Linked DNA regions of Pan troglodytes: region 1 is linked to region 2. A link is a contact called in public Hi-C data. All regions are on one chromosome and are shown on one strand. The core of a region is the stretch at or near the end of the contact, and the rest is flanking DNA. Distances in the headings are between cores, read along the strand shown. Region 1 holds the start of NFS1 (NFS1 cysteine desulfurase). Region 2 holds the start of CEP250 (centrosomal protein 250).

What was found. A called contact is a pair of places that touch in the nucleus more often than the background predicts.
Region 1: a contact with region 2 is called in a Hi-C map of stem cell-derived neural progenitor cells, with 4 times the contacts expected there. The contact joins the promoter of NFS1 here to the promoter of CEP250 in region 2. A contact is called at or near these places in 1 of 7 Hi-C or Micro-C datasets (stem cell-derived neural progenitor cells) and 1 of 1 datasets of contacts at active chromatin or transcription factors (stem cell-derived excitatory neurons).

The regions. Positions count from the first base shown.
Region 1 is chr21:41,931,967-41,934,973 of NHGRI_mPanTro3-v2.0_pri, reverse strand. It overlaps NFS1 (NFS1 cysteine desulfurase), which reads left to right and starts at 1,676. Exons shown (of 13, transcript XM_001165456.7): 1 at 1,676-1,880; 2 at 2,483-2,592. The coding sequence starts at 1,784. ROMO1 (reactive oxygen species modulator 1) reads right to left here and starts at 1,731. Exons shown (of 3, transcript XM_009437107.4): 1 at 1,621-1,731; 2 at 1,324-1,454; 3 at 111-293. The coding sequence starts at 1,454. The coding sequence ends at 185.
Region 2 is chr21:41,687,960-41,690,736 of NHGRI_mPanTro3-v2.0_pri, reverse strand. It overlaps CEP250 (centrosomal protein 250), which reads right to left and starts at 1,504. Exons shown (of 35, transcript XM_003316881.5): 1 at 621-1,504. MIR1289-1 (microRNA mir-1289-1) reads left to right here and starts at 2,283; the gene lies at 2,283-2,426. LOC134809171 (a long non-coding RNA gene) reads left to right here and starts at 1,642. Exons shown (of 2, transcript XR_010154206.1): 1 at 1,642-1,732.

The sequences.
Region 1 (3,007 bases), core at 427-2,926, 240 kb before region 2:
GATACTAACCCTAGTCATTACGTTAGTCCATCTCTTTAGTGCAGAAGATCCTTGGCAAAGCTGGATAATAGGCTGAGAGAAGAATATTCCTTTAAGAGAGGGACACTGACTACTCAAAGACTTTCTTTTATTAGTACATGGGCTGGGATTGATGGGAAGGGACAGATGTAGTTGGCAACCATGGTTAGCATCGGATGCCCATCCCAATGGCCATGAATGTGCCAAAGGTGCCGCCACTCTGCATCATGGTTTTCCCAATGCCGCCCATCAGCTCTCGACCCCGCATTCCGATCCTGAGGAGGAAACCAAGATGGAGCTATTTGGTAACAAAAATATCAGAGTATTAACTGCTCCTTTCCAATTTTTTGCTAACACTAGTCTAGCAACCCCTACATCTGATTTTCCACTTACTGGATATTATATCTTACTACCTGGGGTGGGTAATGAGAAGGAAAAAGATCCATCTGGGTCTCCAGGGTATTTTTCTGGTGGATGTCGTATTAACTGCCTTCAGTTTGTGGGAGGCAGCAGATGCAGTGTAAAATACATAGAGAAACCAGCTTTTTGGACTGGTGTTGCCTGCAGTTTAAGACCCAATAAAGACATCTGTCTTTTAGTTTCTTGGTGTTAATGATTTTGGAGTAAGGTTGGGGTTCAAGAGTCAGCTCTACAATTTACACATAGTGTCAAGTGTAAAATGGGCATCTCAACATTATTTACAGGATTTTGAAAACTACAGTATTTAGCACAGTGCTTAACATAGAGTAAGTGCTCTGTAAATGGTAATTTACAATCTAGGGATATGGCAATAACAGCCTCTAAATGTGAAAATGACCTTTAGAGTGTAAAGTTTAACTGCTTTATCTCTGTATCCTGTATCCAGAATAGTAAAACCGCTGAACGAGTTTCTTTCCTTATGCGCAATTGGAAAAAAAAATAAAAGCAACAGTAGTAACTAGTTACTGAGCACTTAATATGTGCCAGATGCTGTGCAAAGTGTGCTGATCGAATTTTTACAACTCTATAAGTTAGATGCTACTGTCTTCATTCTACACTTAAGGAAACCCAGTCTCCAACTTGCCTAAAGTCACCGAACCAGTAAGAAAAGGGCCAGAAAGCATTTTGACTCTAAACCTCAAATTCTTAAGCACTGACGCTTCCAACCTGACTTTACAGATTGAAGGTGGTTTGGAATGAGTCTGGCTCGCGAGGGGACAGAGAGGGAAGTCGAAAGAAGGAGGCTGTGTTCAGGCTCCAGGCCGAATGGGGTAGGGCCGGAAGGTCTGGTTGTCCTGCCCAGAGATCACCGCCCGCGCCCCTCACCTGAGACAGGAAAAGGTGCCGAAGAGCGCCCCGGCTGCCATGCCCACGGCGCAACCCATCACGAAGCCCATCTTGACACGGTCGAAGCAGCTTGGCTGGGACTGTCCGTAGGGACCCACGGCCACCGGCATCTGCGGGGGATAGGAAAGTGTGGGCCCAGGCGGGCGGGGACGGAAGCGGTAGGCTGGGAAGTGGGCCCAAGGGCTCAGGGGAAGTAAGGGAAGGAAAATCAGTGGGTAGCCCGACTCCACCACCCTCTTCGCGTTCCGGCCCCGCGTCGCCCGGCGCCTACCTCACCTCGCTCGCGGCCTCGGTCGCTCAGCTCTACGTCTCTCACGGAAAACGACGGGGAGGGCGCTCGCGGCCCGATGAATCGCTTCCGGAGCGCCGGGCAGCACTTCCGGGAGCCTGGGGCCCAGGACTGCAGCGGCTTCGGAAGGTGGGCTCTGCCAGCGGGACCATGCTGCTCCGAGCCGCTTGGAGGCGGGCGGCAGTGGCGGTGACAGCGGCTCCAGGGCCGAAGCCCGCGGCGCCCACTCGGGGGCTGCGCCTGCGCGGTACGCTCGGGTCCCGCTCTCCGGGAGGCGCGGACCTGTCCCCTCCGCGCGGCGACGCAACTGAATATTCCGGAGCCTTCCTGTCCACCCTGCTGCCCAGACCCTCTGACCCTTTCTCTCAAATGACACATCCCTCAAACTTTCTTAGGCGGGTCCCCGAACGGTTGACCCCGGCGCACCACCCCTCGCACCCTGCGCGACAGGCCCCCAGAGCCGTGGAGGCGCGTCCTTCAGACCGCTCCTGGCCAAGTTACAGATGCTGCTCCGGGCTCCCGTGCAGACCGTTACCTTCGGTCAGAAGGGACTGCACCTACTCTGGCTCCACGTTCCTTCTAAACGTCTTTGCCCTTTAGAGCCTTCCTTCCTACGATACTATTTGAATATCAACTCAACACCCCCTCCAGGAACCCTCTCTCCTTCTCCCTTACCTCCTTTTACAGCGTGTCAGGTATCTGGTGTTGTTTTCTTTCCATTAAGATTCGACCCTAGCATCCCTTACACTTATCTCACCTCCAGCCAGATTTTTCCTTCTGCCCTTTGGATGCCATGCGTTCATAGTTGCCTTCGGTCTTATTTGGCTACTCTGTTCCATTTTTTATCAGTTGGAGACCATGCTCCTCAGTCTGCGGTTCCCGCAGATACAGCCGCTGTCCCGGAGGCGGGGCCCGTGCTGCGACCTCTCTATATGGATGTGCAAGCTACAACTCCTCTGGTAAGGATGAAGCTTTTCCCAAGGCTGCTTATAGGAAGTAAATGATGGGCGTGATCACGCAAAGAAATGGCTGAATCCCTGGAGAAGTGAGAGCCGTGAAGGTGTGCTGGAAAAAGCACTGAGCGAGGAGTCGGGAGGCTTAAATTCGAGGCCACTGGCATTGGCTTTACTACTCACTAGCAATTGACCTTGGTCAGATCACTTCAGCGCAGGCTCTATATTAGTAGTTAAAAGCATGGGCTCTGGAATGAGCAGAACGGCCACTTAGTAACTGTGTGAACTTGGACAAGTATTAAACGGGTTAAAAGACTAATGCAAGTTTTCACCAATGTGTGACCAGGGGTGTTTGCCTAGGCCCTGTCCTGTCCCAGCCTCTTATAGATCACATTACCTGGCAGGAATGGAAACACCAGCA
Region 2 (2,777 bases), core at 255-2,754:
ATCTAGTCAAGTCATCAAATGCCCTGGGGACAGTTTCCCAGCTCCATCCACTTATTAGTTGTGGGACTCCTGGCAAATTACTTTTTCTATGAATACCTCAGTTTCTTCATGGGTAAAACGTGAAGCTATAGAAAAAACTCACCCCATAGGATTGTTGGGAAGATTAAATAGGCCTTTGGCTGAGCGCGGTGGCTCACGCCTGTAATCCCAGCACTTTGGGAGGCCGAAGCGGGCGGATCACCTGAGGTCGGGAGTTCGAGATCAGCCTGATCAACATGGAGAAACCCCGTCTCTACTAAAAACATAAAATTAGCCGGGTGTGGTGGCGCATGCCTGCAATCCCAGCTACTTGGGAGGCTGAGGCAGGAGAATCGCTTGAACCCGGGAGGCGGAGGTTGAGGTGAGCCGAGATCGCGCCATTGCACTCCAGCCTGGGCAACAAGCGCGAAACTCCGTCTCTAAATAAATAAATAAATGGGCCCTTGTGTGTAATGCATTCAGTAGCACCTGACAATTTGTGACCATTCCGTACAGTAAGCCATGGCTATTATCATCACGTGCTAGGCCCTGGGATCTAGAGATGAAAAAGGCAAGGCATAACATCTAACGAACGAGCTTACGGTGTCAACGAGGGGCCGGGAAAGTAACTCGGTGCACAGCGAGTGCAAAAACCGAGAAGCGAATGCAGCTGCGCCTGGAGAAGGCGGCTGAGAAGTGATACTTCAGCAGGGTCCTGAAGAATGGGAGCTCCAGAGTCGGGTGGCGGGTGGGACTGGGCTTTCGGATAGATTACGTGCAAATCCGCCAGGACACAGGGAGCGAGGGGCGGGGGGGCGGCAGAGCGCGGCGCCTCGCCCTCCCAGCCTGGGATTGCGGCTACTGGACACGAGGGTCAGGAAGCTCTCCTTCGGCGCCGACTGCAGCTCAGCGTGCTGGCGGCAGCAGGAAGCTGAGGCAAGCGGGTCCCGGGCCCTAACGACGCGTCCCAGCCCCTCTCTGGGCCTCGGGTTCCCCCCGGGTAACAAGAGGCCGCTGCCTGAACGGGATTCCCTCAGGCGCCCTAGACGGGCGGGTCTCCGGGCCTCGGACGGTTAACCCGAGCACCTCCCGCCTGCCCCTGAGGCCCCACCTCACCACGCTCGGCTCCCGCAGACGCCCGGCTAGTTGCTCTGCGATTGAGCTGCGGCAGCCGCTGCTAAGGCCCTGCGTGGGACGGGGGCGGAGCCCACCCCGAGGCAGAGGGCCAGGCCCCGCCCCCCAAACTCCCGCCCTTTGGGAGGGGCCCGCCCCGCCAAGTCCTGCACCTATAGGCAGACTGAGCCGGCGCAGGGCCTGCCGCCATGTTGGGTATTGGCAGCCGACTTACTAGAGAGGCCCTGAAGGGAAGGGGGTATTATTTTAAGAATTATAAGATCCCTAGCCAGAAATGGGGACGGTCAGGGTCTCTGGATTCGCGAAAGGGACATTTCGGAAGCAGAAAAGAAAAATTGCCCTCAATCATTTCGCTTTTGGCTTCAGTGTTACATACAGCGCATGTGCAAGGTCACCTGGTTCTAGGTGCGCCTGCGCACAGCTCCACCTACAAACCAGACTACAATTACAACTGCGCGAGAAACAAAGGGGCTCGCTGCCACTGGTTAGCGATAATACTGGCAGCGCGACCAGTTTCTGAGGGTTGTTCACCTTGCTGCTCAGACGCTCCGAGAAGCTTCAGGCAGCATAACACTTACAGGCGAGTTACTTACTCAACACTCGGTTTTGTCTGCATGTCTCTGCACAGAGTGTTACCTTTACCTGACTTAATCCGTCCCGGAGCTGCAGTTCTGCTTAAGCCTGACTTCTAGAGAACTTTTTCTTCCCAATAGGACCCATGCGTTATTCCCGTAGCATTTTGTGTATAAATTGTTTTTTTTTTTGTTTTTTTTTTGAAATGGAGTCTTGCTCTGTCGCCAGGCTGGAGTGCATTGGCACGATCTCGGCTCACCGGAACCTCTGCCTCCCAGGTTCAAGTAATTCTCCTGCCTCAGCCTCCCGAGTAGCTGGGACTACAGGCGCCCGCCACCACGCCTGGCTAATTTTTGTATTTTTAGTAGAGACAGGATTTCACCATGTTGGCCAGGATGGTCTCGATCTCTCTTGACATCGTGATCCTCCCGCCTCGGCCTCCCAAAGGGCTGGGATTACAGGCGTGAGCCACCGCGCCCGGCCTTGTGTATAAATTGTTAATGCACTTTCTTAGAGTTGTAAACTCCATTTACCTGCCTCACTCTTGCACTCAGTGGTTCTCAATTTTTAGTAGGAATTAAAAACAAAACTGGTAAATGCAGACTCTTGGATTCCACCCCCAGAGAATCCCTAAACCGGGGGTGGAGTCCAGGAATCTGCATTTTAGAAAGTACCCAGGGTGATTCTGATACATTGGGAACACGTTTTAGGAAGCGCTGCATGAGATTGTGAGCTTGAGCGTAGAGACTGTAATTTGGTCATCTGACTATAGCGCTCAGCACAAGGCCTGGTACAAAATAGGTGCTCAATAAGTGCTGAGTGAATGGGTGAATGAGTGGATAGCTCGAGTGAAACAGCAAGGCTTCAGGTTAATCCACAGCCAAAGGTAACCTGAGAAAGGAACGCTTAAAATCTATATTTTATCTTTCTCCTGTAAGAACACAAAAAAGATCTTAATAGCTAATTTGAGAAATAGAGAAAGTGGAGAGTAAAAGGGGAAGGAAGGACACGGATTCTGAAAGGCAAACTATCTAGAGAGGGGAAAAGGAACA